7 separate regions of the Mus musculus genome follow, and all the other regions are linked to region 1. The links are chromatin contacts, called in public Hi-C, HiChIP or PLAC-seq and promoter capture Hi-C maps. All regions are on one chromosome and are shown on one strand. The core of a region is the stretch at or near the end of the contact, and the rest is flanking DNA. Distances in the headings are between cores, read along the strand shown. Region 1 holds the start of Adamts1 (a disintegrin-like and metallopeptidase (reprolysin type) with thrombospondin type 1 motif, 1). Region 2 overlaps Bach1 (BTB and CNC homology 1, basic leucine zipper transcription factor 1). Region 3 holds the start of Map3k7cl (Map3k7 C-terminal like). Region 4 holds the start of Cct8 (chaperonin containing Tcp1, subunit 8 (theta)). Region 5 holds the start of Usp16 (ubiquitin specific peptidase 16). Region 6 holds the start of Ltn1 (listerin E3 ubiquitin protein ligase 1). Region 7 has its middle 47 kb from the start of N6amt1.

The links. Promoter capture Hi-C pulls out the DNA fragments that hold promoters and counts their contacts. Hi-C and Micro-C count contacts between places; a contact is called where the count stands out from the background. HiChIP or PLAC-seq counts read pairs in DNA pulled down with a chosen protein or histone mark.
Region 2: a promoter capture Hi-C map of liver shows a contact between it and region 1, with 4 times the contacts expected there. The contact joins the enhancer-like site here to the promoter of Adamts1 in region 1. A contact is called at or near these places in 2 of 39 promoter capture datasets (both in liver), 2 of 484 Hi-C or Micro-C datasets (muscle stem cells and nephron progenitors), 3 of 115 datasets of contacts at active chromatin or transcription factors (astrocytes, embryonic stem cells and extraembryonic endoderm stem cells) and 1 of 9 other capture datasets (embryonic stem cells).
Region 3: a contact with region 1 is called in a promoter capture Hi-C map of embryonic stem cells, with 7 times the contacts expected there. The contact joins the promoter of Map3k7cl here to the promoter of Adamts1 in region 1. A contact is called at or near these places in 3 of 39 promoter capture datasets (the C10 cell line, embryonic stem cells and hippocampal neurons) and 2 of 484 Hi-C or Micro-C datasets (muscle stem cells and uterus).
Region 4: a contact with region 1 is called in an H3K27ac HiChIP or PLAC-seq map of extraembryonic endoderm stem cells, with 10 times the contacts expected there. The contact joins the promoter of Cct8 here to the promoter of Adamts1 in region 1. A contact is called at or near these places in 5 of 39 promoter capture datasets (embryonic stem cells, hippocampal neurons, liver and 1 more), 9 of 484 Hi-C or Micro-C datasets (LSK cells, cardiomyocytes, cerebral cortex and 4 more), 14 of 115 datasets of contacts at active chromatin or transcription factors (astrocytes, embryonic forebrain, embryonic limb bud and 8 more) and 1 of 9 other capture datasets (embryonic stem cells).
Region 5: an H3K27ac HiChIP or PLAC-seq map of extraembryonic endoderm stem cells shows a contact between it and region 1, with 18 times the contacts expected there. The contact joins the promoter of Usp16 here to the promoter of Adamts1 in region 1. A contact is called at or near these places in 5 of 39 promoter capture datasets (cranial neural crest, embryonic stem cells, epiblast stem cells and 2 more), 1 of 484 Hi-C or Micro-C datasets (embryonic stem cells), 10 of 115 datasets of contacts at active chromatin or transcription factors (the NIH/3T3 cell line, cardiomyocytes, craniofacial prominence and 5 more) and 1 of 9 other capture datasets (adipose tissue).
Region 6: a promoter capture Hi-C map of liver shows a contact between it and region 1, with 9 times the contacts expected there. The contact joins the promoter of Ltn1 here to the promoter of Adamts1 in region 1. A contact is called at or near these places in 15 of 39 promoter capture datasets (the 3T3-L1 cell line, cranial neural crest, embryonic stem cells and 8 more), 5 of 484 Hi-C or Micro-C datasets (embryonic stem cells, muscle stem cells and uterus), 17 of 115 datasets of contacts at active chromatin or transcription factors (the NIH/3T3 cell line, cardiomyocytes, craniofacial prominence and 11 more) and 2 of 9 other capture datasets (adipose tissue and embryonic stem cells).
Region 7: a contact with region 1 is called in a Hi-C map of cardiomyocytes, with 37 times the contacts expected there. The contact joins the enhancer-like site here to the promoter of Adamts1 in region 1. A contact is called at or near these places in 6 of 39 promoter capture datasets (3T3-L1-derived adipocytes, the C10 cell line, the HPC-7 cell line and 3 more), 2 of 484 Hi-C or Micro-C datasets (both in cardiomyocytes), 11 of 115 datasets of contacts at active chromatin or transcription factors (the NIH/3T3 cell line, astrocytes, bone marrow-derived macrophages and 7 more) and 2 of 9 other capture datasets (embryonic stem cells and liver).

Annotation. Positions count from the first base shown.
Region 1 is chr16:85,800,596-85,804,832 of GRCm38.p6, reverse strand. Adamts1 (a disintegrin-like and metallopeptidase (reprolysin type) with thrombospondin type 1 motif, 1) reads left to right here and starts at 1,720. Exons shown (of 9, transcript NM_009621.5): 1 at 1,720-2,855. The coding sequence starts at 2,123.
Region 2 is chr16:87,708,237-87,712,473 of GRCm38.p6, reverse strand. The region is part of intron 1 of Bach1 (BTB and CNC homology 1, basic leucine zipper transcription factor 1); the gene reads right to left. Among named protein-coding and RNA genes, the nearest start is that of Bach1, 11 kb to the right of the region's middle. Within about 2 kb of position 2,298, at least 38 of the 459 cell types and tissues checked have an H3K27ac peak or open chromatin away from gene starts, as enhancers often do. A contact at or near this core is called in liver, where this site is marked.
Region 3 is chr16:87,551,093-87,555,329 of GRCm38.p6, reverse strand. Map3k7cl (Map3k7 C-terminal like) reads right to left here and starts at 2,000. Exons shown (of 5, transcript NM_144854.2): 1 at 1,735-2,000.
Region 4 is chr16:87,493,528-87,497,764 of GRCm38.p6, reverse strand. It overlaps Cct8 (chaperonin containing Tcp1, subunit 8 (theta)), which reads left to right and starts at 1,896. Exons shown (of 15, transcript NM_009840.3): 1 at 1,896-2,036; 2 at 3,338-3,428; 3 at 3,979-4,058. The coding sequence starts at 1,977. It overlaps B130034C11Rik (RIKEN cDNA B130034C11 gene), which reads right to left and starts at 1,692. Exons shown (of 3, transcript NR_040375.1): 1 at 1,456-1,692.
Region 5 is chr16:87,452,668-87,456,904 of GRCm38.p6, reverse strand. It overlaps Usp16 (ubiquitin specific peptidase 16), which reads right to left and starts at 1,920. Exons shown (of 18, transcript NM_024258.2): 1 at 1,803-1,920.
Region 6 is chr16:87,430,092-87,434,328 of GRCm38.p6, reverse strand. Ltn1 (listerin E3 ubiquitin protein ligase 1) reads left to right here and starts at 1,723. Exons shown (of 30, transcript NM_001081068.1): 1 at 1,723-1,903. The coding sequence starts at 1,862. It overlaps Rwdd2b (RWD domain containing 2B), which reads left to right. Exons shown (of 5, transcript NM_016924.2): 5 at 1-998.
Region 7 is chr16:87,305,283-87,309,519 of GRCm38.p6, reverse strand. No RefSeq gene overlaps it. Among named protein-coding and RNA genes, the nearest start is that of N6amt1, 47 kb to the left of the region's middle. Within about 2 kb of position 2,014, at least 71 of the 459 cell types and tissues checked have an H3K27ac peak or open chromatin away from gene starts, as enhancers often do. A contact at or near this core is called in 3T3-L1-derived adipocytes, the NIH/3T3 cell line, cardiomyocytes and 1 more, where this site is marked.

The DNA of each region.
Region 1 (4,237 bases), core at 471-2,970:
TGCAATCACCAGGAAGTTGTTAAGAGCTTGGAGGTTGGAGGTTGGGGTAGTCTTGTTTCTCCCAGTCACTCCTCCTCCTCCTCCTCCTCCTCCTCCTCCTCCTCCTCCTCCTCGTCCTCCTCCTTCTTCTTCTTTTAATTCGATATTCCCTGGTGTGGGAAACAAAGTTTTTGTTTGTTTTCATGAAGACTATCTAGAACCCTGGGAAAGTGTCTGCCAGAAACCTTTGGAAGATTGCAAGGGACTGTCTGAGGCCCACAAATTTAGGAAGATCTGGGGAGGAGCAAAGGATTAACCAAGAGCCAACCGGAGCAGCAGTTGGGGGTGGGGCAGCAAGTCGGGAGCCCAGAACTGGGCAGGGCAGGGAGCAAGAGCTAGCTGGTGTGAGCGCGCGGGTCTGCCTGAGGACTTGGGCTGTGGTTCTCAAGCTTGTCCTAATGCCTTTCCGCCAGTGAGAGCATTGTGAACTATTTCCTTCCTCTGGGTCACAGAACCCCTCCCTCTTTCTCAGTTCAGGAGCCTCTCTCGACTTTTTCTTAGGGGCCGGGGTTGGAAGGGCTCAGCTTTTGTGACTTTCGTAACGCGGATGCTGCCTTTCCCTTCCCGGTAGGAAGCGGGGAGGGGGGGGGAGGGGAACTCGGTTTCCTTCCACCCCATCACCCAACCCTCCTTCCCCCCACACCGTTCCCCCCCGCCGCCGCTTTGGACTTGATACTGAAGTGGGGAATCTTAGATGCATCTGTCCGCCTGGCCTGCGGCCTGCAGCAGCTGCTGTTAAGATTTTGGAAGAACGCAGACTAGAAGGGAGTTGCTTCTCCAATGAAGAAGAGAAAGCAGAAATCCCTTTTTTTTTTTTTTTTTTTTTTTTTTTTGTCTCTAGGGAACTAAAGCTGGTTCCAGATAGACTATTCTGGAAAAAGCCAAGATACACACACACACACACACACACACACACACACACACATCGCCCCACCCCCACCCCCCACCCCAGAGGTCTCTAGGTAGGACTTGAGGAAACTGTTAAGGTCGTTCCACGTGGATTTTTAGAATCCAGAGTTGGAGAGGTGCTCTATGAACCACCACCACCACCACCACACACACACACACACACACACTCTCTCTCTCTCTCTCTCTCTCTCTCTCTTCCTCTCTCTTTCTTTTCTCTTCCTGAGAAGCGCAGAATCAACACTTTGCCCAAGAAAAGCTGGGGTAAAGAGAAGGACGCTTTAGCCATGGTGCCCATGGAAACGTAGACGAGACGGAAAAGTAGGGTGCTTTTTAAGAAAAGGCAGCTGTAGCTAATAGCCCACTTTGGGGCAGAAGAGGCTCTGACTAGGGGAGAAAAGGAATGTTGAGGAATCTTTTCAATTCGACCCTCTTTCTTGGAAACTGCAGCCCAGCCGGGGCACAGGAAGGGCGACAGGAAGCAGGGTGGTCCGGGAATCAGCAGCCGAGAGATGAAGTTAAAGGTTCACTCTTTTCCCCAGAGCAGCCAGCGCTGTACAAAGTGCTGGTCCCAGCGCTGTTTCGGCGTCTTACACCCCCAGAGTGACGAGCTGTGGCGTGAGGCCAGGGCGGAGGCTGCCCCCTCCCCCTTCAGGCCCCGAGGCGCAGAGCTCGGTTTAGCACCGACTGAGCTCAGGGGGCGGTGTCGCAGTGTTGGGGGAAGGAGGGGCTCCTATGTGGCTATAAAGGGGCGGCCGGGGCTGCCTGGTCCTTGCACTCGCTAGAAAGCAGCTCCGAGCTAGGTGCTATCGCAAGGCCAGAGCGCACAGCCCGGCGGAGAGAGCAGATCCTTGCTCAGATCGAGTCAAATCGGGGCCAAGGCGGAGGACGAAGAGTCCAGGCTCCTATTCTGGACTTGTTCCCCAGCTCCGGGGGCGCTTCTAGGTCCTGCAGCAGCCAGCAGTGCGGAGCCACCAACTCGGTGCTGGAATGAAAAAATTCCCGCGCGCCAGTGCAGAATCTTTCTAAGTGACCCGGAGCTTCGGGTGCTAGCTCTGCACGAACTTTCCCATCAAAGTGATCGTGAATTTTAAGCATCAGGAGCAGGCCAGCGAAGCTCTACGCGTCTAAACGTCTATCCAGACCAAGAGTTCTCTGCGGTGCAGGGTGCGGTGCCATGCAGCCAAAAGTCCCTTTGGGGTCACGCAAGCAGAAGCCCTGCTCCGACATGGGGGACGTCCAGCGGGCAGCGAGATCTCGGGGCTCTCTGTCCGCACACATGCTGTTGCTGCTCCTCGCTTCCATAACAATGCTGCTATGTGCGCGGGGCGCACACGGGCGCCCCACGGAGGAAGATGAGGAGCTGGTCCTGCCCTCGCTGGAGCGCGCCCCGGGCCACGATTCCACCACCACACGCCTTCGTCTGGACGCCTTTGGCCAGCAGCTACATCTGAAGTTGCAGCCGGACAGCGGTTTCTTGGCGCCTGGCTTCACCCTGCAGACTGTGGGGCGCAGTCCCGGGTCCGAGGCACAACATCTGGACCCCACCGGGGACCTGGCTCACTGCTTCTACTCTGGCACGGTGAACGGTGATCCCGGCTCTGCCGCAGCCCTCAGCCTCTGTGAAGGTGTGCGTGGTGCCTTCTACCTACAAGGAGAGGAGTTCTTCATTCAGCCAGCGCCTGGAGTGGCCACCGAGCGCCTGGCCCCTGCCGTGCCCGAGGAGGAGTCATCCGCACGGCCGCAGTTCCACATCCTGAGGCGAAGGCGGCGGGGCAGTGGCGGCGCCAAGTGCGGCGTCATGGACGACGAGACCCTGCCAACCAGCGACTCGCGACCCGAGAGCCAGAACACCCGGAACCAGTGGCCTGTGCGGGACCCCACGCCTCAGGACGCGGGAAAGCCATCAGGTATAAGAGTGACCCCCATCTCTCAGTCTTTACGAGGCGTGACTTGGGGTCACACTCCAGATCGCCTCTAAATGCGAATGACTCAGACTTGCAGTGAATTGAAGTTCTGGGTCGTGACCTTCCCGCTCCCCCCCCCAAAAAAAGTGTGACCATACTCTGCTAGAACACTTATTTGCCCGAATAGTTAATAATTTGAGAAAGAGAGAAAGAATCGGAGGTCCTGTAGATAAGGGCTAAGCGTTTCCTCCGCGAAGCCAATAACCCGACTCCTTACACTGAAGAATCTCTCTCCATCCCTTTAATGCCTTTAGTGAATGTATGAGTTCACTTTAACTAGGTTGTAGTTTCGCGCTGAGTTTTGTAACGTCAGTCCGTGTGAGCACGTAGCGCTCAAAGGAGGGCGGAGTAGAGGAGCCATGGTGACCTGGATGTGCGTTCAGGAGCCTGGGCAACGGCAGTGGTGATCTCATTTCTGTGGCCTTCCGTCTGTCCCCTTCCCCCATTTGAAAAGCTGACCCCGATGGCTGGTGGCTCCGTTGGGCCCCTCTGCAGAACCTGCTTGGGAGGTCTTTGCTTGGCTCGCCCCGCCTCCACGCGCCTCCTACCTCGGCCTCGTTGCTCGCACTCCCTCTCCCGGCAGAGGTTGGACTCCCCAGCGCTGAGGAATGTTAGCCTGGACTGATCCTCCCTGCTACACATTCGCCTGACTCTGCCGTGTTCAGTCCCTACCAGCCAGTTAGTTCTTTTTAATCATTCAAATTTCTTTTTGCCCTTTTCTAGATTTCTCCCTCTTTTCCGACTTGTCCCTAGGAGCTGGTATTCATATCCTACTTTACGATTTCTCTGACCGCTGAGTCTCAGCAGCCCGAAAAAGGCCATTTTCCAAATTGGCAACCCTGGTTTGAGAAAGGAACTTATTCCCCCCGGGGCACTGGGAGTGAGAGGAGGCAGGAACACACTGCTGGGCAGAGTGGGTGGTCCTAGTGCCCGGAACTGGATCAAGCAGAGAACCCCCTGGGACCCCTTGAATGAGAGAGCTGAGCCTTACAGACTGAGACTCCTCAAGCCCCACCCCTTGGCTGAGGCTCCCCGCCCTGCCCCATGCCTTCCACGTGGAGCTGGATGATCTCATTCGGGATTTCAGCCCTGGCTTCAATAGTGAAAGGGTGACTCAGGGCGCTCCGCCTGCTTCTCTTGCCAAGTTTTTACTACAGCTGGGTAGAAATGATAGCCATACTGCCTCACTCAGGCTGTGGAGTCTTCAAAGACCACAAAAGAAATCCTGCGGACACATATATAGACAGTTTGATCACTCTGTTGCTTTTTTTGTTTTGTTTTGTTTTGTTTTATTTAAAGCAAAAGAAAAAAAACTTAAAAATAAC
Region 2 (4,237 bases), core at 1,049-3,548, 1.9 Mb before region 1:
ACGAATATGCATCTGTCTAGATAGACATTGACCAATGGACATCAGAGATGATACATAGGACATTCAACATGGCTTTTCCGTGAAAGCCGTGCCTGGATCTGCAGCTGATCCAGCCTTCTGAACCTGACTTCCTCTCCTTTCTAGAAGGTTCTTCTCCTTGATGCTTCTCCCCTCTGCTGCCCTCATCAGCTGCCGTGACTTCATGTCCACCTAACTGGAATGCATGGCTTTTGGTGGCAAGCCCCTGCCCCCATACCTTGATCCTTGATAAACTTCTAACTCGCCAAGTCAGTTCCTGTATTACACACCAAGCTACCCAGATGTGAGTGTTCTGAACTTTGGTAGTTGGCCTTGCATAACTTTTTCTAGTAAATGACAGACAGTTGACACATTATGGTACATGCACATTTACTCCTTTGACTTGTGGGGGTATTTTTCTTTAAAATGTTAAAAATTTAGATGAGGCTGCCCACAGAAAAGAATCCTCAACATTATGTATTTTCTTAATTATCATTCTTGAGTTTTCAAAAAACTTTAACATCAAACTTTGTGGAAATATAAACCAGCAACATCTTCCCAAAACCATAAGACTTGAGGCCTTAAGGAAGCCTAAAGCAGGACATGACAAGAAATATTTTTTAACACCATTGCATACACTAGCAAGATTTTGCTGAAAGGACCCAGATGTAGCTGTCTCTTGTGAGACTAGGCCAGGGCCTAGCAAACACAGAAGTGGATGCTCGCAGTCAGCTATTGGATGGATCACAGGGCCCCCAATGGATGAGCTAGAGAAAGTATCCAAGGAGCTAAAGAGATCTGCAACCCTGTAGGTGCAACAACATTATGAACTAACCAGTGCCCGGGAGCGCTTGACTCTAGCTGCATATGTATCAAAAGATGGCCTAGTCGGCCATCACTGGAAAGAGAGGCCCATTGGAGTTTGCAAACTTTATATGCCCCAGTACAGGGGAACGCCAGGGCCAAAAAGGGGGAGTGGGTGGGTAGGGGAGTGGGGGGGTGGGTATGGGGGACTTTTGGGATAGCATTAGAAATGTAAATGAGGAAAATACCTAATAAAAAATTAAAATAAAAAGGAAAAGAGAAAAAAAGAAATATTTTTTAAAGCCCAAATGAACAGAGCAAAGCAGAGGCCATCAGCATAGTCCAAAGGGGTGTGTTTGAAAGCTGGTAGGTCAGGAAGTCCCCGGAGAGCTGGGTTAAAATGTTCTACAGCTAGAAGAACTTTCTAAAATGACATTTTTAAGTCGGCATACAAAGCAATGAGCTTCACGCAGCATTTTCAAACAGTGTTCTAATTGGTCCTGCCTCACTGCGCTCCCTGCCCGCCACCCCTCTTGCCCCTAGTTTCTACCCCTGCCCTCTGTAGCATCTCCTCTCCCCTCCCCACCACCTCCTCATGCTTAAATGGTCCAGGAATTTTCTAAAAGCATACAAAGACACCGAGAAACGGGCCGCATGACATGCAGCTTGAGTCGGCCGGGCTTCTCCCTCTTCCCACTCTGAACAATCACATAGGTAAGTAATGCGTGTTGGTTCAGTTTGTTTTCCTGGCTTTTGTTTTGATTTAGTTTTTGGATTTTTTTGAGACGGGGTTATATATAGCTCTGGCTGTCCAGGAACTCACTCTGTAGACTAGGCTGGCCTTGAACCGCCTGCCTCCACCTCCCATTGCTGGAATCTAACATGAACGCCACCATTCTTGGACACCATTCTTTGACTGACTATACATTTACAGGACTAAATGTCATATTTGAAATTTTAAAACAAAGTTAGGCTTAAAAGCAAGGAGCTGGAACTGTCAGAGAAGCCTGGAAGAAAGTAAATACCCATGAAACCCTCATCAAGGTGTGTGGGTTCTGCTACTCCTCAGGACTCAGCGTTGCCTCCCCAATGCCCTGCTACCTGTCACTATCACTGTACATCAACATGAGTCTTCCTTCCGATATGCAAACGGGTTGTGTCCCGTACTCGATTTCCAATTTCTTTCACTCATCTCAATGACTTTACCACACACTAATACTAAGAACATCTGACATTTCTTTCTGGTTGTTGTTGGCAAATATTTCATTATGCAAGAATGCAACAATTTGTTCATCCATTTAATTGGTGATAGAGATAGATAAGGGACTTGGCCTCAGCTTGGGATGCTAATAAAGCTTTATTAGACACTGCCTGGATACACGCAAGGGCTGAGTGATCTGGGAGGTGCACTCCCTTTAGCACTCATGCGATGGCCTCACAGATGACGAAATCCCTTCATTCTGCTACCAGCATGGCAGTGCCAGTGGCCCCGCGGCAGCTCCGACCCGACACGTGCTGCCCTCTAGTCTTGGCTATCATGGTGTGCACAGTAGTTCTGGGGTTTTGTGTGCCTACCTCATGGTCATTAATATTGACTATCGTGCATGTGCCTGTTGGCCAATTCCTTATCTCCTTGTGTGAAATACATTTAATTCTTCCTAGACTTTTCTTTATTATCTTTGAGTTGGAAGAGCTAGAACTGTGATTATAGTTGCAATAAAACTATCCGTTAATTTAGAGAAAATAGCTAACAGATAGAGTTCTCCGGCTCACAAATATGGCTTGCCTCTCCATGTTTAAGGACTTCTTCAATGTCTCTTAATGTTATGATGATGTCTAGAGAAGAGGTGGTTTGTGCATCTTCTATGGAATTTATTCCTATACATTTTGTGGTTTCTGTAGCACTGTGAATATATTTGAGCTCTTGAGCTTAACTGTCCAAGTTTACTACATAATTGCAACGTATTTCTGAGATATGAACCAGAACCCTTCAACCTTAACTAACTCATTGATTGTGGCAGCTTCCTTGTAAATTCTTGTTTAACATGCACATCACACCTTCTAAAAGCACAGGGTTTTACTTCCTTCCTTCCTTCCTCTCCATTTCTTCCCTTGGTGCAGTGACTGGTCATGTGACAGTAGAGGACCTGCCACAGTCCCTTACCAGGGACTTCCACAGCTCACCTCCCATGTGGCACAGCTTTAGTTACTACAATGCAGGGTTCAAAAGATCCTGTCCTATCTTAAGGCGGCCAAGCATACAATAAAAACTATTTAGAATTGAGTGAGGCAGGCTCTTAACAGGAGAAACAAAATCAACACAAGTATAAGGGGAGGGAAGAGGCAGACAGGAAGTCAACCAGTCTCAGACTGATACACAAACATCCTACAGACACAGAGGTGGTCTCCAAAACGTTCAACGCCAGATCTGACTAAATACCACGTCTCCGCAGTTAGGATGCAGTGAACCAGGCTGTTCCCTCTACCTTTTCACACTCCAAACAACATCATATTGATTACACTAACAGCAAACTGAAAGGCATTCACAGAAATTGTGACAAAAGCCAGTCAGATTCAGTTAAGTATAAATTGCTGGTAATCTGGCTTTGAGTAAAACCTCTAAAGATTTCTCAAATAGGAAAGGCATCCAAAAGAGAAAAATCCATTTTAAACTAAAATCTTAGATTTTGACCAAATCAGGAATTAAGAGAAGGTGGGAAAATACAGTAGAGGAGTGGGGGTGGTGGAGTGACTACACAGAATTCCTATCACCAAACCAAGCATAGCAAAGGTCCCTCTAAATTCTCGACCATGCCTGCCATCCCCTGTGTGATGGTTAGCAAGGTCAGCCTGGCAAGCATGAGCACACCTGTGAGGACTCATCCTCCCGGGGGCAGCACAGCCTGAGGGCTCTTCCTTCTGTGGGCAGCACAGCCTGCTGCCGGACTTCACCTTACTGGTGCTGAGAACCTTAAATACCCTCATGTTGTGGCGACCCCAGACCATAAAACTGTTTTGTAACTACTTCATAACTATTTTTGCTGTTATGAATCGCAATGGAAATATCTGATGGGTGACTCTGTGGGGGTCAGGACCCACAGAATGAGAACTGCTGGTCTAGCAGCAGCCCAAACTGAGGAAGCCCAGTAAGAAAAGCTCTCCATCTTTGCCTGCTTGTTTTTGAGTCTTGCTGGAGAGGTCATTTCCCAGCTGCTCTGACCACTATCACGGTCTACACTGCAGCCATCCATGGAAGATATCCGAACCCAGTCTTCAGCCTTCCAACATGGAGTGAAAGCCGGTGGCTCTTGAGGACCCTCCCCCCCCCCCCAGGCCTCTCGTGGACTGTGCAGCTCTGGTTCTCAGCCCCACACCCACACCCATTTAGAGTGCAGAGAGTCGGGCACTATCGGTT
Region 3 (4,237 bases), core at 751-3,250, 1.8 Mb before region 1:
CAAGCCCCACTAACTAGTGAAAGACCCGGCCTCAACGAACAAGGAAGACCAAACCAGAGGCATAACTCCAAAGGTTGGCCTGTGGCTTCCATGTGCATGTGCACACCTGCACGTCCGTGCAGACACGCAAGCACACACACAAAGCCTAAATTAAATACGATAGGTTGTTTGGGAGGTAGTAAAGGACGAATATTATCTAAGGTAAACCCAAACCATTTTACACCACATTATATTTGTAGTAGGAAAATTACATTCTTAACTATCTGATGACCTAGAAATCTATCAAACACTTATGCCCAAGGTTTCACCGCTTAACAGCAGGCTAGAACCCAAAACAAAACTTGGCCATAGGGCACACAGCTATAATTACCAGCATGTATGGAAGGGAGCAAGATCAGCTGATCCAAGGTAATATTTACTAAATCGTGAGTTCAAAGCCAGCTTGGGCTACATGAAGCCCTCCTTTAAACAAACAAACACCCAAAGGCATCCCATGAGTGTGTGGCTCTATTTATTAAATTATTATTATTTAGTTAATAAACTTAGAGACAATATGTGGAAAACATCCCATATTAACATTTCTATTTTTGGTCATGCCTCTTCTAAACTCTCTCCTTCCTATTCATCTCATGTAGGCAGAAACCCAAAAAAAACCTGCATGATATTTTAAGGAAAATGTCTCCAAAAATGGCAAAATATAAATACTGTCTTTAGCCATCCTTGGCAGGGTCCTGGGAACTGCGGTAGCAGAATATTTTCTCATGGTCAGGTTTTTTTTTTCTCTTTCCCATAGCTTTTCTGTGTCTAAAAATAGTATCCAGAACACTGGGGTTTGTTTTTACAATTACTTGTGTGGGCAAGTTCAGGGCCTACATTTGTATATGTGCATTCAGATGTAGATACATTGTGAACCATCTGAGGTACCATCCTGAAAGAAAACGGGCCTCTATTAGCCATCCAGCAAAGCTTAAAAGCACAGCAAATGTTTATGAGCCACTTAGAATTCTGTTGCGCCCAAGTTACTCCTCACAATAGCTCTGGGCCCTGGACATTCTACACACCATGACAACATAACTTTATGTTACAAAAGGACAGAATCCTGAAATGGCTATGACTTAACACGGGACTTCTTGCTTTTCAAAAAAAAAAAAAACAAAAAAAACAAAACCAACCCTCTGGCACATTTGTGTGTAGTTTCTTCTGCTTGGTATCAGTATTCTCGGAACCACCTGTTTCTGAGGAAAGAGCACAGATGGTCTCAAGTTGAACAAAACAAGCAGAAGCTCCGAGAGTTGTAGCCGAGAGGGAAAGTCTTACTTCTGGGAGACCTATAGTGCGCAGTCTGCCTGAGTGTGACTTCTAGGGATGGGAAGCTCGCGCCTCTTCAGGTGCACACATCCCTTTCCACTTTCCCGCATCAACAAATGAAGCACAGGAGACGGGAATCTGCCTCTTGGGTTTACTAAACCTCTGCTCTGGCTTCCAGCTAGAGGAATGAAATCGATCAACACAGCTAAGGGCAAGACAACAGAAAATATCTGCCTGTCTGTCTTGAAAAGGGTGATGTCCAGATCCGGTAGATTTTGAGTGCCACACAGCATCCACAACTTGCCTTTCCATCGCACCTCCCCGGGGAAAGCAGCTGCTGGGTCCTTCTCCGGCCACTGTAACGGAGCCTCAGTTAAGTTGCCCGTGCTCAGAGCGGTTAGCTGGGTTTCACACCTGCTGCCTTACCTCACTTAGTTGAGAGTCTGCGCTTGTGTAATCCAGGGCCAGCCACTGCCTTGGCCAGTCGTTGAGTTTGTGCAGTCAAGACTCAGCGAGAGAGCAGTCTGCACCTGCTGCATAGCAGCCACCGACACTCTGAGGAGCAGAGACAGCTGCCCAGGCTGCACACTACCTGCTCTGCCCCGGACCCCACTGTCCCATCCCACGGGACCTCCCTGTTCCGCTTCCTCGCATAGCCCCTCTCTCCTTTCCTTGCCACTCCGACAGCCAGGATGTTGTCATGTTTCTAGAAAAAGCAAGAGCAAAAGAAAAACCCTCCTCCTGTCAGAAGCATTGATAAACAGCAAGCTGTAGAGCGTCCAAATGTTTTAATTCATTAGTCCTGGCAAACCTAAAATACAAACAGACTTGCTTCACAAGACAGGAATGTCTTCGTGGTGACCCAATCCGTGTCTGCGTCTATTCCAGCGAACTGGCAAAGATAGCATGACTCTAGTCAGCAAAAATGTCAGCTCAGCTAGACCCAGCCAACTTGGACAGGCCACTGGCTGCCTCTTGGAACGTAGCAGTGATGATCCCATTAAGAAGGTGAGGTTTGAGGTTGAGCTGGTCCTGAGCTTGATGGCTTGATCCGCTCTACCACGGCAGTCGCTCACCAAAGGGGTCAGTGGTCAACCGGGAACATCGGGATCCCTTCGACTTCTCTTCACAGTCGTTAAACTTGGATGCCTTGGGTATTTAAAAATAACTGAACCATGACGTTAAGGTTAAAGAGTTAAACATAAATAACGTTAAGAGAATGCAAAGACAAAGCCACAAACTGAAAGGAGATATTTGCGAAATGCACAGGGGAATCCGAAATATGGGAAGAAAACTTAAAACTGGACAGAGGGGAAACAGTCCAGTCGGGGAGTGAGGAGGAGGAAGGGGGAGAGGTCGAGAGTTCTCAACAGACACTTTTCAGCAAAGGTAAACAGATAGCCAGTAAACCTATGGAAAGATGGTTGGCTTTCATGTCAGTAGAGAGCCACAGACAGAAATAATGGGGCATTGCCTGGCACCCGTTCCCAGGGCTCACATCCCAACACAAGCGATGAAGTACATATGGAGAAGAATGCTAGCTCTCCCTCACTTCTAGTGGGAATACAAAAGGATAAAAGAACCTTAGAATACAATTTGATCATTTCTTACTAAACCAAACATATTTTTATCATGTGATCCATCAATGGCAGGCTGTTCCATGGTCTAGCATCCAGGTTCACATGACAATCCTGGGTGATACACTCAGCCTCAAAGAAGTCAAAGTAGTGCATCATTTATGTGCTGAATGCAAGTCAGTAATTGTGTCTTGCATTTTAAATGCCATCCAAAGGCCTATGCATGGAAGGTTTGCTCTGCTGTCCACAGCATGACTTTGAAGTGATGGAAACTTTGGGGTGAGGGGGGTCCCACTTAGGTGACTGGAGGTATGCCTTTAAAGATATTAGCGTCCAGCCCCCTCCTCTTACTCTCTCTTTGCTCTCTGGATGTATTGATGGGTACAGTTTTCTTACATCACGTGCTCCATGATAAATTGCCTCACCACGGGCCCAAAGGCAATGGGACCAAGTGTAGCCTTTGAAGCCATGAGAGACCAAATTCATCTTTCAGACTTACAAGTTTACTTTCTTAAGTCCTTCGCCAAAACAATGAAAAGGAAGGCAATACCATATCTTTAGGGACTCCCACATCAGGCCCCTAGGCCTGCCTTGAGAGGGGCTGGTGGTGACACTGATGTTGCTACAGTTATCAGTAACTGCTAGCATCTGGAGTTAGGGATGAAAAACAGACCTTTCTTAAAGTGACAGTTCATATTAAATACATGGAACGCATCTCCTTCTGTGATCATGTACCTGACAGAGGCATCATCTCTGTATCCCAGACTCATGTCAGTAATCCTGGGGGCTTCCCAGGACACGGGCTATAACACTCATGGCTGCCCCTTCCAAGATCAAAGATGCCTGAGAGAGAGAGAGAGAGAGAGAGAGAGAGAGGTGTCTGCCAGATGCTACAGTGGAAAAGACTTCAACAAAGGATAATTTGACAACACTGAGTAAAGCATAAATTTTAAAATGTCTCATTTTTCTTACTTAGATAGTCTAAATATGCTCTGTCTGAGCCTGATGCTATAAATTGAAATGTTTCCAACCTTAATATCTACTAACTCTTCTGTCACCTTAGGAATGATGGTGCACGTATGGGCTCGTTACTCAAAACACATTCAAGCAACCAATAGGAAACACAAATGAAGTCAAGTCCCACAACTGAAACCCAAAATAACCCAGATGGCACTTTAGGAATGCAAAAATATATATATAGAAATTCAATCCGGAAAGGATATATGTGCACATGAAAATATTAACACATCAACCGTATGTTTATGAGTGGTACCAATACCCACGTTTTGTTGTTGTTGTTTTATTCTCTTCAGCAATAAGTATTTTCACTGCTTGTGTTAGTCAGCTTTTCA
Region 4 (4,237 bases), core at 647-3,146, 1.7 Mb before region 1:
TTTTCCTAGCAAATCCATGAGGGAATCTTCGACTGTCTTACCTCTCAGGTGTCATGTACTTTGCAGACATAGAATCCACATAGAAGTTTAAACAGAGTCACCCAATGATTGTTTTTAATGGGTATCGTAGTAACCATTGATTGTTAATATTATAAATCAAACTATTTAACATTAATATAAAAATATAGCAGTGAACACTGAAGGCTAACATAACATTATTGAAAATGTCTCTCTTGAGGACTGATATTCTCAATTTTTTCCCCAAATATTTTATATGTGGCTTAGTGGACGACAAAGAGTGTAAGTGGCTCCTTGTGCTTTTCACATTCATACTGTGACATACTGAACACCCAGCAGGCCTTCACAGCTCCCCACAGGAAGAGGAGACAGCTCTGTATTACTATGAAAACACTTGCGTAGTCATGGGCCCTGAAAGGGCGTTGGAGAGCCTCGGAGGTGTCAAAACCAATCTTTGAGAACCACTGAACGTTTGCTCTGTCTTCCAATATAATTGGCTCACTTACCTTGTGTTCGGTGACAAGAAAGTATTTTCATGGTTACATTTTTTTTTCCTTTTTCTTTTCTTTTCTTTTTCTTGGATATTTTCTTTATTTACATTTCAAATGTTTTCCACTTTTCAGGTCTCCCCTTCGGAAACCCCCTATCCCATCCCCACTCCTCCTGCCTCCATGAGGGTGCTCCCCCACCCACCCACTCCCATCCTCCCACCCTGGCATTTCCCTACAAATGGTGCATTGAACACCCTAAGGCCTGAGGGCCTCTCTTCCCACTGATGTACAACAAGGCCATCCTCTGCCACATATGTGGCCAGTGCCATGGGTTGCTCCATGTTTAGTCTTTGGTTGGTTGTCCTGTCCCTGGGAGCTCTAGGGGAACTGGCCTGTTGACACTGTTGCTCCCTCCATGGGGCTCCAAACCCCTTCAGCTCCTTCAGTCCCATGGTTACATATTTAAAATGTTTAATAGAAAAAAAAATTGCAGTTGATAGTACGGTTGCAATTATGAGTCTGTCCCAATGTAAAGAAAATCTTAATTTCTCTATGTCCAACGACTCACCAAAGCGTTTCATATTTTTCTGCAAGGGCAGGAGATGCTTCCATTTTTTTGTATTTTTTTATTGTAAGAGTGTTTTACTTTCTCTATGAAGTTATTCTATTTACATAGAAATGTTTGTGAAAAAGATTCTGGGGGAGTAGAGAATATCTATATAGATATATAGATATAGATAAAGTGGTTAACTATTCCCACTTTGTAATCTGCCCATCTAGGGTAGAAATCGTCGCTGTAATATCTATTGGCCTGGTGACCTCTGCGTACCACTGAATTGTGGTTATCAACTTCCCTTCCATAAAATGGAGATTAATATTCATTCTTAAATTTGACCAATAACAAAGATAACTGCACTTAAGCAAACCGCTTAGCTCTGCTACGCACGTGCAGTCCACGCGTTGCAATCCTCCATGCTATTTCAAAGATCACCTTCGAGCCTTCAGTGCTTCCCAGTGACCAACACAGAGGATGTCCATTGGTAGTTTATAGGGGCGAGGGCGGGTGAGCTTGGAGAAGAAAAGGCTAACCTGCCCCGGTGCTGGGTCTGCAGGATTAAGTTTAAGTGAAGGATAAGACGTTGGGTGTCCGCCACCGAAATATCACAAGCCAAACGTCCTAACCAAAGTTTACTCATTAACTTAGGACAAGGGACACGAAGGGAGCATGCACGCTCTGGGTTCGGCCTGATCGTCCGCTTTGATCGGGAATCGGCAGATCAGGTCTGTCTGCTGGAACCTCTGGTTCTCGCGATATTTCAGAGACGCTGCAGGTTGAAGGGGCGGGGCGACCGGAAGTAGGGGGACGCGAGGCGGCGCCGAGGCCCATTCCCAGCAGGCAGTGCGCGGCGCCCCTTGCTTCCTCGGCGTCTCGGAGCGAGCGCGTGAGCGGTGGACTGCGGCCGAGCCATGGCGCTTCACGTCCCCAAGGCCCCGGGCTTTGCCCAGATGCTCAAGGATGGAGCCAAAGTAGGTGGCGTGGAGGGACTGTACGGTGGGAGGGTGGGTCTGCGCCTGTGGCGACCGCGACAGGCCTGCGGGCGGGCGGCCGCGCCGCGATCGGGATGGAGAAGGTTCTAGAAAGGGAAGCGTGCTCTGGATGCCGGCTCGCTGGAACTGGTGGGCATTTCTGTTATTCCCCCGGCGGCTTCGGGTTTGCATCCCAGCTCCCCACGCCCCTGTCTGCGGCATGGAGCCCACGGGCGCCGCCCTTAACGCGAGCTGGCGATGCGTTAATGAACTTGGACGGAATTGGTAACGGGTGGTTGGAGGGCCGGGGATTGTAGGATGGAGATGACACGAGTCCGGCATGGTCACTCCTGGGCCTGCCCTTGGTTGCTTCCTTCCAGACACGTCCGATCCCCACTGCTCTACTGAAAACTCTCCTCTGGACGTTCTGTTTCCTTTACCTTTTCTGAGTTGAGACCGGGCCGAAGGCTGTTAACTGTCTTTTCACTCTGACTGTCCGATGTCGTAGCCTACAGGATAAATGAAGCCCCACCCCAGATCGAATAGGCCGTAGTTTCAGGAGTGATTTTTTTTTTTTTTTTAAAGCGGTCACATTGCTTATGGAGCGATTTGTCCTGAGTTCCCCAAGCTGCCAGATAACGTTTGTTTTGTCTTTCATATTTTTACAAGTTGTAGAAATAGCGGATTCTTAGCAGTACAGAGAGGTGGTGTCCCCTTTGTAGTGATAACTGGCATACTGAATGGATGTCAGGGCTTAATGTAAGTTAGTAAGTTCTGCAAATGACACTGTTAACCTTTTGAGGGGTAGCAACAGCTTCCAGTTTCCATCTTTTCCTCCATCACTCTGGCTGAGGACATGATACATTTAAAGGATTTCTGTCACAGGCTAGCATTTCAGCACAGAGATACTTTGTGTAAATCGGTACTGATGGAGGCTATAGTGAAGACAAGTTTTTTTAAAGTACCCCCATCCCCCAAATTTAGGTTAAAAGCTAGTACTAGTAGGCTGGGATTGTAGTTTAATGGTAGATTGCTTTCTTGTGTTCAATCCCTGGAAAAGGCAGAAGGAAGAATAGTTGTTATTTAGCTAGGTGAGTAATAATCTGCCAAGTAGGAGCTATTGATTATCCCATTAGTTTACAGATAGGAAAGAGAGCCAGGCCCAGTGGGGGAAACTGAGGCTGTCTGATGACTGCCTGTGTGATCCTGGCTGTTTCTTAGAAGCATACTCAACAGAGGTATCCTGCGGTAGAAAACTCTTAACTTGGTTATCATGCCTAAGCAGACATTTTCTTTTTCAGCATTTCTCGGGATTAGAAGAGGCTGTGTATAGAAATATACAGGCCTGCAAGGAGCTTGCTCAGACTACTCGCACAGCGTACGGACCAAATGGTAATGACCAAGTTCAGGCTGTGTGGTGTGACTGTTAGCGTAGAGAGCGGGCCTCACGTGTTTTATGGTCGGTGGCATTGATGTGCCTCTCACTTTCAGTCAGGAATGCAGCTTTCTGGGAAAAGAGAAATTGGAAACGATGCTGTTACCCTGTTAGGTCCTAGGGAAGTCCAGCATCCTCACTAGTGGCCAGTACTATTGTGGAAAGGCTCAGCAGTCTGCAGAAAACAGCACGGCATCAGGAAGCTCTTCCTTCCCTTTAACCACCAGTTGAATTAGAGATGCACACAAAGAGATTACGGAAGAAACCAAATGTGTTTCTAAGCATATTGATTTTAGTGTTAATTCCTGTTTATTAAGCACGTCTTACATGCTAAGCATGTTGGTGTTTAGTCAGGGAAGCCCATGGGGCTATGATGCTGATCTAAACAGATGGTGTGTTCTGGGGCTAAACATCAGTACGGCTTCTTGCCGGAGTTTTCCTGGGTTGTTTGCAGAATATTTGAATAATAATGGAACCTTTTTTTTTTTCTTTGCAACTACTTTTAAGGAATGAATAAAATGGTCATCAATCGCCTGGAGAAGTTGTTTGTGACAAACGATGCAGCGACTATTTTAAGAGAGCTAGAAGTAAGTTTTGTTTCAAAACCATCAAAAACCCATGACTCTGACATAGGTGAAACTGTATTCAATCTAGAGGACGAAAGGCTGTTTCTTCCTCCACTTTATTGTGAAGATTTATAAGTGACCTTTCTAGGTTTTCCATTTTGGCTACTCAAACTCTTAAATTGTCTGTGGGTGGGTGGGTT
Region 5 (4,237 bases), core at 671-3,170, 1.7 Mb before region 1:
AGCTTGCGGCCAGCCTGGGGTAGCCAAGACCTTGCAATGAACAAAGAGGAGCACAGAGTACAGAGGGCTGGATAAAATGGTCCTCTTTTAGGGGGAAAAAAAAAAAAGAGTATCCAACTTCTTCTCTCCAAGCTAACCTCCTCTAAACTGTGCCACATTAGTGCAAGATTCATCTTCAGATAGCGTCATTTGTATATCACTCTAATGAACCTATTAAACAGCCAAAACATCCAAGTTTATACTCTAGAACTTGTCCCCTTCAACCTGGCCCCAACGTACTAGCAATCCTGACTCATAACTCATCAACAAAAACAATTAACGAGACAGTTCCAAAACCATCATGTTTGATTTTCACGATCATCTTTTAAATGAAGATACTCACTAAAGAAAGAAATTTAAAAACAAAACCACTCTAGTCCCGGCTGACCTAACCCTCCAGAGATCCAACTACCTCTGCCTCCCACAATGCTGGGATTAAAGGCGTGTGCCAACATCACCACCAGGTTTTAATGAAGATTTAAGAAAACCTGCATTAGCCGCGTTGAAGGCCAGCCTGGTCTATGGAGCGAGTTCCAAGACAGCCAAAGCTGTACAAGAAGACCTTGTCTCGAAGAACAAAGCAAACACACAGAGAGGGACAGAGAGGAAAAAGATATGTACTATCCTGTATCTGTTTCTCTACCACAGTAAACTGCTTTTCAAATCTATAATCTGAACAATTTCTCTCTCCTTTCCTCCCTCTCCCCCTCCCCCTCCCACCCTACCCCCACCCTCCTCTGAAATCCGAAGCCTTAGGAGAAAGAACTGGTTCTGGGCAGAATTTCTATCTTGCCTATAGCATACTGTGAGTACATAGTAGGTCCTCAAGAAAAACTTCCTCCGCTAATGGCGCACACCTTTAATCCCAGCACCGCAAAAGTAGGCAGTTACAAAGCTCCAGGCCAGCTACAGCGAGGTGGTCAGATGGACGGACGGACGGACGGACGGACAGAGGGACAGAGAGATGAGATGAGATGAGATGAGAGAGAATATTACCTGAGAAGGCACAACTTCAGGTGTAAAAGAAAAAGGCGGACATGCGGACATTAATTAAATCATAAGCCTTCAGTTGTGGAGACAGAGCTAGAAGATCTGGTTTAAGGACTGCAGCTTCCCTTGAGACAGCAGAGGGAAACTTGAAAGACAAACTTTTAATTAGGGCAACCAAACCCATGACTGAAGTGTCAGTCGATGCTACTGAAGGAGCTACAGTAAACTTCTGACAGCTGTGAAGGTCACTGCTGCGCCGTGGGAACGGCGTCTATAAAACAGTAATGCTCGGTCCCGCAGCGTCCAGGGGAGTTTTCAGACGAGAATTGCCACCTTGGTCCAACTACTCGCTCGCGGCTCCCTCCCTTGGCTGAAATCACAACTCCTGCTGTCAGCCTCCTATCCAGCCGGCTGCTTTCCTTTTCTGCCCTCCCGGTCCTCCTCTGCCTTCGCTAAGCCATCATCACCACCAAGGCAATGTCGGAAAGCCCCTGTCAGCAGGTCTCTCTACAACGTGGCTCTCCAGTTTCGACGTAGGCTGTCACCCGGAGGTGGCAGCGCCAGCCGCGCTTACAACGCACACGGTGTCACCGGGCGCTCCCCGGAGCTCGCACGCCAGCCGCCCGCCCAGCCACCCTTCCCGTCGCCCGCCGGCCCTACCGACTGCTCGGCGCCCACCGGGCCGGCCCTGGAGCCGACAGCACCCGCAGTAGATGAGGATGAGGCCGAGGCAGGGCGGGAGTGTGGCGGCGGCGGGGGTGGCCGGTACTCACCCGGGGCGACGGCGCCCATAACTGCCTCCCGCGACGGGCCCGGAGCCGGCCGCCAGCTCCGCTTCCTCCAGGTGACGCAGAGAGAGCGACGCGGTGGAACCAGCCACCCTCCCGGAGAGGCAACTTCCGGAACGCGGCATTGTGGGAAATGGCTCGGCCTCCCTTGGGGTGGGTGCGTGGGAGGCCCGCCACGTGTTCACTGCAGTGTTAACTGTGGAGTAATTTAAATCCTCCTAGGGAGTGGATGACGGGTCCTGGCCCTTGGCTTGGAAAGTCCTTCATGGCTACCTCTCTTAAATACGTTATTTCTGCAGGATGGCCAAGAGAGCGACGTAATTACACACGTCTCTCCTTTCCCCTAATCCTGTCCCACTCGCTTATAAATGTGAGTGTTCTTTCTTCCAACCCCAGCCTTCACCTTGCTGACCTTGTCCAAACTGACAGGAATTAAAGGGGAATGTTACAGTGTAAAGTCCTGAAGATTTGAGTTGCGGTTGGTTGACGAGAAACAGTAACTACACACTCTGTGCCGAGTCTTTTGTAGCACCCGTTAAGCGGACCTCAGCGGAGACAGTAATCACAGAAAACTACCTGTGCGTGTTAGTAGCAAAATAGGCAGAAGTAAGCAACACGGTAAAAGAACAGTTGATGGTGTGTGCGAGGGGATGCCATAAAGAAACCACTTGAAACTGCCGCTCAGTTAGGGGGAAGGTTTTTATTGTGAATAAGAGAAAAACTACTCAAAGGCATCGGGAAGAGTCCAGTGCAGAGAGAGGAAGGCCAGGGCTAGGGAAGCAAGAGAGTGGGAAAGAAGAGTGGATGGACATAGCACGATTGAAAAAAAAAAAAAGTAGCCAGAAGAGTCGGGGGCAAGGAAGGGGCAAAGAGAACGGGAATCAGGACCCAGATGAGAGAAGGTCCTGCGGGCTAGGGTGAAGGCTTTGAGATGTGTACTTGTGAACCGGGACTGAGGGAGCCTAGAGGCCAGTTCTAGACTTATCTAGACCTATCATAGGCAACCGCGAGTGTATATTAATGGAGAATCATGTCCCTTCTGTCAGAGGCAAGGGACATGAGTCCTTTTGGGGAGAAAACAAACCCTCAAGGTTCCTCAAACCTCAAAGATCCCGAGGAATGTTGGCTTTTTATCTAACCACCCGAAATCCTTCCATAGTCCAGCTTGAGCTCATTTCTAGATATATGGCCTTCTAAAAGATTGCAAATGAAATATTCAAACTTACTAGTTGTCAGATAAAACTATGTTGAAATAGTAGCATAAAACTGGAAAATTGGCCAGTATAATTTTTTTTAATTAATCACTCTATTGGTTTATATCTCAAATGATATCCCAGTTCCCAGTTACCCCTCCACCAACTTCTCATCCCACATGTGCCCTCCCCACTCCACTCTGCCTATATGAGGGTGCTCCCCCACCCACCCACACTCTCCAGCCCCACCTCTCTGGCATCCTTGTATGCTGGGGCTCAAACCTCCCTGGGACAAAGGGCTTCCCCTCCCATTGCTGTCAGGCAAGGGCATCCTCTGCTACCTATATGTTTGGAGCCATGGATCCCTCCAGGTACTCTCCTTAGTTGGTGGTCTAGACTCTGGGAAAACTGGGTAGTCAGGCCAGCCTATGTTTGCAATCCCCTGCTGCTCCAGCCCTTCTGCCAGCCCCTTACCACCACTAGGTTCCCTCAGCTCCGTGTGATGGTTGGCTCCAAGCATTCACATCTGCATTTGTCAGCTGCTGGCGGGATCTCCCAAGGAACCACCATACTAGGTTCCTGTCAACAAGAGCCTCTTGACCACCTCAAGTGTTGGGTTTGGTGTCTGAGGACATGATGGATCCCCAGGTGGGGCAGTCCCTGGTTTGCCCTTCCTTCAGTTTCTGTTCCATTTTTGTCCCTGTTCTTCCTTTGGACAGGAACATTTCTGAATTAAAATTTTTGAGATGAGTGGGTGGCCCCATCCGTGGACCAGGGTTCATGCTTACCCACTGGAGGTGGTCTCAACAGGTTCTATCTCCACCTTCTCTACGAATTTTGGCTAAAGTCATTCCCATTGAGTCCTGGGAGGTCCCTGGTGCCTGGGACCCTCCAGTGGCTATCCCCAGTTCCCCATCCACCCTGCTACATATTTTTATTTGATTTCCTGACCCTCTGTAACTCTCTTATATCTCCTCCAGTTTCTGACACTGTTCCCCCTTATTTCCTCCCCCTCCTCTTTCCCTCCCAGTTTCCCCTCTCCCTCTATTTCCTGTCCCCATCCCCCTCAATGCAGGACTGAAGTATCCACACCCTGGTCTTCCTTCCTTCTAAGCTCCACTTAGAGCTTAGAAGTCTAAGTGGGGCTGACTCATGAGCATTGTGAGCTTTTGGGCTAACATCCGCTTATCAGTGAGTACATGCCATGTGTGTTCTTTGTGACTGGGT
Region 6 (4,237 bases), core at 474-2,973, 1.6 Mb before region 1:
TTTCCTTGAAATTCAATTTCAGCTCCATTCTAGGATGTACTAGGGTTGGGGTCACAAGAAGAAAATTAATATGGCTGAAATGTATCAGTTAAAACTTGCCATGCCTGAGAGAAAAACTGGGTTTCGACTTGTAAGCTTTAAATTACTAAGTGAGAAGGGTGGAGAAATGACTCAGAAGTTAAGAGCATATGCTGCTAGTGCCAAGGACCTAAGTTCAGTTCCCAGCACCCCTGGCAGGGAGCTCATAACTACCTATATGTCTTTACTTCAGGGCATTTGATGTACTCTGTCCTCCAAGGGTGCATGCATGAACATAAACATGTAAATATATTTGGGGTATCAGATCCCCTGGAGCTGGAGTTACAGGAGGTTGTGAGGTACCCGGTGTGGGTGCTGGGAGCCAAACTTGGGTCCTCTGCAAGAGCAGTGCACCCTTTTAACCTCTGAGCCATCTCTACAGCTTGGTGGAAATTTCTTGACGTGAGCTGGATCTGAAGGCACATGCTTATAATCCCAGCACTTGGGAAGTAGAGGCAGGAGGATGGGAAGTTGAAGGCCAGCTGGGCTACACGAGGCTCTGTCTCATGAAACTTGAAAGACAAATTATATGTGAAGGTAATTTTGATGGTTCGACTTGCTAGGGATTTCCCACACTCTTCTGCCTTCACTAGGAACCTGGAAAAGCTGCCTGTTCACCCTCCTGGCCTCTCTTGCAGCTGCATTGGGCTGTAGGTTACAGTGCAGGATTTCTGGGGATGAATTTGCCTCTCTTCTCTTTCTGCCATGGCCCCTGAAGTGATGGCAAGAGAAAGGGCCAAGCTATCTCAGAGATGTCATTGTACAAGACACCTTGCCACATGCGGACCCAATGTTAATCCCAGCCTGTCTCCAGACCTTTGAAATAAAATGAAATTTTAAACAATCTGTGCTTGTTATCAGTAGTCAGAAGTTTGAAACTACCCTGTCTTTTAAAGTACAAACAGTATAAAGCCTTCCTCATTGGTGTTTGTGGTTCATTTCAAATTGCATGTGTTTAGATTTGGCCCCTATCTGGCCTTGCATCGCTGAAGACTGGGGCATGAGTAGAGCTCAAATGGTTTCTTGTTGTTTCTTTAAGACAGTGTCTCATGCCTATGTGACCTGATGATTCTTTTTTCTTTTTATTTCCTATTTCGAGATAGATTTTCATATATCCCAGGCTGCCCTTGAACTTTAAGTGTGCAAAGCTGACCTTAAATTTGTGATTCTCCTCTTCTCTGTGTCTTCAGTGCTGGTATTGGGAGGGTGTGCCAGCAGACCTGGTTTGCTCAATGTAGGGAATCAAACTCAGCCTTCAGGAATGCCAGGAAAGCACTCTACCAAGTTAGTCGCCCCAACTCCTCTGCTTTTATTATTTCATTTTATTTTTAAAGATTTATTTTATTTATATGAGTACACTGTAGCTTTCTTCAGACACACCAGAAAAGGGCGTCAGATCCCATTGCAGATGGTTGTGAGCTACCATGTGGTTGCTGGGAATCGAACTCAGGACCTCTGGAAGAGCAAATTCCTACACACTAGGAAGGAAATCTCTCCACTACAAATATCTCGGACAGGTTTGGCGCCACGGGCTCAACGCTGGTTTCTTATTGGTCAGCAGTGACGCCACTCAGGCAGGCGTGGCCTTCTTTGTTACGTTTCAGGCAGCGGATGGTCAGAGTCCTGACAGGGAGGCGGGAGCGGAAGTAGGAAGCCGAAAGGCTGGGAGGGCGAGGGGGAAGTGGCTACAGTGAATCCCCTTCCGGCGCGAGGGACCGGAAGTTGTGGCCCGCCCGTGTCAACTTCGGCTCTGCAGACTGAGAGCCGGGCTGCCACCGCCACCATGGGCGGGAAGAACAAGCAGCGGACTAAGGGGAACCTCAGGGTGAGTCCTGTGGTGATGGTAGCCCCGCGGCCTGCGGCCCGGGTGTCCAGAGGGCCGTGAGGGAAGAGTGTGACCTCCCGGTGTGTGCGTCCCCGCGGGTGGACAAGTCGAGGAGTTGGGACCCAAACGACGTTTCACGCCGGATCTGGGAAACGGAGCGCGCCCAGGGAGGGAGGTGTCATCGGGAAACGGTGACAGTGAGCACCCGGGCGGCCCTCGTGGGTGGCCGAGCTTGTGTAGGAGCTGTGGGAGGGAAGAAGCAAGCGTGGGCTTCACTCGCTCAGTCCCTCCTTGCCAAGGCCCGAGCCCGTCGGTGGTATGCCCGGTGTCAGGTCGGTGTCACCCGTTGGGTCTCTGGTCTCAAGCTTACCTCGCTTTTCCTGCTTCACTCTGGCCACCCTGAACTTGCCACGAACTTGGCTGGCCTGGCAGGCTTCGGATGGCCATATGTTAGGTGGCTCTAGATACCTTAATGCATCCTGTATAGCCCTGGCTGTCCTGGAACTCATTCTGTAGACCAGGCTGGCCTGGAACTCAGAAATTCTCCTGCCTCTGCCTCCCAAGTGCTGGGATTAAAAGCGTGTGCCACCACCACCTGGCGCTTTGAAAGTATCTTAAAGGCAGGTGTTTCTCTGCAGCCTTTATCCTGATGGATCACACACACATACACACACACACACACACACACACACACACACACAGTTCGCTTTTATAGACCTGTTCCACCATTTTTTTTTTAGATTTATTTATTTATTATATGTGAGTACACTGTAGCTGTCTTCAGACACCCCGGAAGAGGGAGTTAAATTTTGTTACAGATGGTTGTGAGCCATCATGTGGTTGCTGAGATTTGAACTCTGGACCTTTGGAAGAACAGTCAGTGCTCTTAACCACTGAGCCATCCTTCCAGTCCCTCATCTCTTAATTTATAAATTTTGCTGACCCTTAGGAGAGTTGATCTCAGTATTTAACACCCAAGTTCTCTACCTTATGTATTCTAAAAACAGTGTCATTCTTCATATAACATGTGAAACTTTAACCATGGTGGAGTACACAAATATAACATGTAGACTTACAATTTGTATTTCTACTAACTTTTATAGATTTAATTCTGTTTTTATTTTATTTTGATTTTGGTTTATCAAGGCAGTTTCTCTTTGTAGCTCACCTGTCCTGGAAGTCGTTCACAGATGTGCCTGCCTCTGTCTCTACAGTGCTGGGATTAAAGGCATGCACCACCAGGACTGACTTAAAGTTGTTTTTAGATAATAACATTTTCAAAGCATTTATGACTCAGTCAAGTATCACTTGTTCCCTTTGGCAGGGAATACATTAAAAGACACATAAAAACAACTTATACTTTGAAGTCTTTTGATTTAGACAGTTTTCCATTTCATACATCCTAAATGAGCGTGTTTTTTATGTCATAATGACCAGGAAGAGTTGGCCATTGGTTGGCTTTGTTTAGTCTCATCTAATTGTTTCCTTCTATTGATTCCAGCTAAGCCATTTTTGACCATGCTTTGTATGATAACATTTTCAGTATATCATTCCAGAAGTGTACAATACTTTTTTTTCCCCTTTAAGACAGTGTTTCTCTGTTCTGGAACTAGCCAGCTCTGTAGACCAGGGTGCCTTCCCCCCCTTTATTATTCTTTTTTGTTTTGTTTTGTTTTTGTTTTATTTTTTCCTTTCTCAGTGGCATTTGCTTAGTGTTGAGCATTGTAAAGTTATCTTTTTCCATTGGATAATAAGAAATATGTGGTGTTGCAGTCTGTGGTTAGACATACTTACCCCTAAAGATTTTCACACCCTGCTGGGATTAAATTCTTCCTGCAGTACTTCAGAGTTACTGTTGGTATCGCAAATGACAAAGAGTGAAATGATTGCTCTTACCTCATTTGAAGGGTGATCTAACTGAAGTTTAGAGAAGTTTACTTGCTTAAATTTGTGTAGCCTGGAAGCTTCAGAGTTGGGGCTTGAAGTTTAGTTTTTAAAATGTTACGTCATAGGGGGCGCGCTGAGAGGACGCCTTTCAGGAGTCCATTCTCCTTTCCCTTTTTGTGGGTTTCCGGGATGGAAGTCCAGATTGTCTGACAGCTTGCATAGCAAGCGATTTATCCTCGGAACCATCTTGCTGGGCCTGGACTTGAACTTAAAAGTAGCATTTGTTCAATAGAAAATAGTGCTGGGAGCCATATATATTTGTAGATTTTAGTAGATACATGTCTTTTTTGTTGTTTTGACTTTTTGTTTTGAGATGGGATTTTACAATGTGGGATAGCCTGGTCTGCGACTTCTTGTGTAGCCTAGGCTGGCCTCACACTTGTGATC
Region 7 (4,237 bases), core at 765-3,264, 1.5 Mb before region 1:
TCTCCTGCAGTTCTACCCATCTTTTGAAGTTACATCATACAGGTTGACTCTGAAATGTGACTGTGAACTCCTCCAGCACAATTGTTCAAAAATAAAATCTTACTCTGTTCTATTACCACCCTTAAACAAAAATTAGCAGGATAATAGATATACTGTGCTGAATGCGATGTATGACTTCATCTTAGCTGGGCATGGTGGCTCAGATCTGTAATCCTAGAACTTCTTGAGGTAGGAGGGTTCCCTCAGAGTACAGGGTGACTTGGGCTATATCGTGACACCCTGTCTTGAAAATGTGCTTCAAATACACAGTAGAATGTAAGTTTAATTAATTAATTAAATAAATAAATGATGTCTGTGCACATGTGCACGTCATAGCAGACATATAGAGGTTAGAGGACAATTTGAAGGAGTTGGTCACTCCTTCTATTATGTAGGATCTGAGGATTGAACTCAGGTCAGTTAGGCTTGGAGGTAAATGTCATTCCTGTTGAACCATGTTGCTGACCCACACAATGGATTCTGAGTTTACATAAATGTATATAGAACATGAAAAAAATATATGTACATATATATATGTAGTGTGTGTGTGTGTATGTGTGTGTGTATGTGTGTGTTGAAAAGGGGCCAAGGGGAAAAGATACTGTGACATGGGAGAAGAGAGTCATACAGTCCATGGAGACAGAAGAGCTTGCTCAGAGCTTGGAAGAGTAAAAGGAGGCCAAGGGATGATGAAGAAAGACGATGGAGGATAACAAGATAAACCATGTTTGAACATCCTTTGCACATTAATTTATAAAATGAAAACACTTAAAAACTTTTAATTTGATGTTGAGTATTTTGGAAAAGGAATTATTAAAACGAATGGCCATTCTCTTAGTTAAAAAACATTTTAATTTGAGCCACATAAAATGCTTTTTGCTAAAATACCAAGATCAGAAAGGAAGATATAAAGTTGCCTCAATCTTGATTGGTGTAGTTTAGGAGAGGATGCCTAAAGCATCTTTTGCACAACCACAAAAGCTCATGGGACATAAGGCTGATTAAAAATTATCTTACTTTATGTAACAGCAGTAAATAGTTGGAAAGTTAAATAAAATAACTGCATTTATAACACCATTGAAATCTCATATTTGGAAAATATTCCCAAGACCTTTGACAAATAACATAAACATTTGTGTCTGTTTTCTCCTCCCGTCTTCTACACATGTCTACCTCTGTTATCAGATTTCCCCCTTTTATTTTGAAACTTTATTAAATAAAATTTGAAGCCAAGGCTCCAAACATGCCAGACAGTCAACCATTGAGTAATAGCCCCCAGTTTCTCACTCTTTCCACCACTTTTTTTTATATGAACACAGGTCATATTACTCAAGAGTCTTTCCACCCCACTGCAGCACAACTGCATCTTAGGTAAGAAGACCTGGACCTGATACTTTAAAATAAGGTTATATTGTGAGTTCCTGGAGATTAGAACCTGAGCATATTTTTTGAGGGTACATAATTCAGTCTGTGTCACTTTCCTGCAGCGTGTCCCAATCGAGTTTTCTGAGTTAAAAGAATAGTGTCATTTGCCTGCAAAGATATTTCTAAACATCTTACAATTCTATTTCTATAGAGCATATCTTCATAACATTGTAAAGTGAGATGTAAAGTAAAGGCAGATGGAAAATAAAGTGCTTTTATTCATTGAAGAAGGATATTGTTAAGTTGGGGTCATGTTTCATATACCATTTAATGTTTACACTGACTAGCACTCTGCATTCATCAAGCTGTGGGATTGCATAGCTATACAAGATCCCTGACATCTCGCCAGAAACGTGAATGTCAAAGGAAGCTCACACTCACTCTGGTTGGGACAGTGATGCTGGGGGCACTGGAGATGTGATTCCTGGAAACCAGCCTTGCATTCTGTGTCACAGTGCTTTTTTTTACCAAATTTGTAGATCATAGTTGAGTAGCTGACTCATGCTTCTGGAGTTTTGGGAAGCAGACACTACGCCTCCGTGCATACTGTTGTGTACACTGAGAAAGGACGGAGAGGCAAAACCACTGAAGAGTGGCCAGAAACGCTATGTACTTCTGAGTCCTTGGACAGCCTCAGTGTCAACTTTCTGGCAAAGTTTCGCTTAAGTGCCACATCATTTCTCACAGTGGCATAGTTTAGAAGCTTGCAGCACCTATAAATACACACACTTTAGAGATAAGAAAGCAGACCTTTGAAACCAGAGACTGTAAAGCCAACCAGAAGTATCTGTGACGATACTACCCAGCTGAAAGATTCATGCGCGCAGACTCAGTGTTTTGTTTGAGAAACAGTTCAGCTGGCAGCAGCCTTCAAGTTCCTGACAAGTTGCCTCCATTAGTTATGGCTAATCATGATTCCCAAATATTTTGGCTTGAAGCAACACTGTGTGCTTTAGGGAGACGCAGCCAAAAGCATCTGAGAAGTAGAATATGACATTCATTAGTTTATCATTCTGCTTGAGCTACTGAGCCGAATTATAATATATACCAACTGTGATCATTTTAATTGTCAACATGACTCAATCTAAAGTCACCAGGGAAGAGTCTCAAAGGAGTTCCTAAACCAGGGTGGCCTGAGGGCTTGCTTGTCTGTGAGGGATTTTCCTTTGCTGGATTAATTGAGGTGAGAAGATCTACCCCAACTGTGGTCCTTGCCATTTTGTGTGCTGAGCTCTGAACAGTATCAGTCTGAGAAAAGCTGCTGAACATAAGCATGCATGCATGCATTTGCTTCTTTCTGTTCTTGACAGGATGTGTGTGATGAACTTCAAACTCCTGCCTTGACTTCCCTAAATGTAGCCTGGAGCTGTAAGCCAAATATACTCATTCCCACTTAAAGTTGTTTCGTCAGGATATTTTACCACAGCAATAAAAGTGAAACCAGACACAAACTAGCAATATAATTAAAGAAGCTATGTGATATTGTTTTTTGGGGGAACAGGATAGGAAGAAAACAAAACCACAGAGAGCTAACATGCTATGAATTGGGGATTGAATCCCTCCTCCTCTCCTCCTTTTCCTCCTCCTCCTCTTCTTCTTCAAAGGCATGACTGCTTTGCACAGTCCAGGTTAGCTTGGAAGTAGTTATGTAGTCCATACTGGTCTTGAGCTTTAAGCATTCTTTCTTGTCTCTACAACACCAGTGTTAGAATTACAGGTATGACATATGATAGGAGCACATGTCACATGCCTAGTTGAAGTTAGTACTGTTGGTAGAGAAATACTGAAATATGAATAGGTATCTTACTGAATTTGTGATATGGCTCAGTAATAACTTTGGGTTTGGAGACACCGTCCTTGACACTGAACGTCTAGCTTTGCCCTGCAACTTTGGGAGTTCTCTGACAAATTGTTAAATTTTAGTCCATCTGTAAGGCAGAGACAATGAGAAAGTATTTTGTATAGTATTGCAATGAGAACAATATTTTGTGAAAACAGAGAGCCGAGTCTCAGTCTAGCTAAGAGGTTTCTCAGATAAGGCCAGGGGTTCTATATATGGAACAGCCCAGGTTTTTGTTTTGTATATCTAAGCTGTTGGGGTTCTCTGAGAAACATGAGCTACAAATGACAAGCGAGCACCAGATCTGGTCTTTGCATTCTTGGCATTCAGTGAATGCTAGCCTTGTTCTAACCTTTGTCCTATTAAATGTGCAAAGAAGGAGGGCATGTGCTTCTGTCACGTGTCACACTTGGACGAGGAAGCAAGACCATTCTTCCCGTGTCCCCATGCTTCCGAGTGTTCTGAGTAATAAAACCTTTGGATTGGGTCACTTGCTTGTGATCCATTAGCCTACTAAGTGTCACAATCTCTTCACCACATGATGATAGATCATTATGGGGGCGGGGGCGGGGCACGTGCTACCTTCAGAAAATGGTCTCAGCATTTCCTTACATGACAAATGCAGGAATTACTGGAATGACTCTGTTGACAGATAAAAAGTGTCTGGCTGTTCTTATCTTTATTTCAAGCTACAGGATGTTCCAACCTTGTCTTGTACTTCTTGTTTTTGAACAGGGTACCTCTAGCCAAACGGTATTGTCAGCGGCAGCCTGAGATGCGGCTCAATGCTGTAGCAATGTGGGCAGGTTCAACTAAGGAATGACTTCCCTGCAGAGAGGAAGGTCAGGTCAAGTCAGTATGGGTGGGGCTGGAGATAATTATGAAAGGGTTTTAATACAGAGTTAAGCACTGGGGGGGAAGCAAGATAATAAC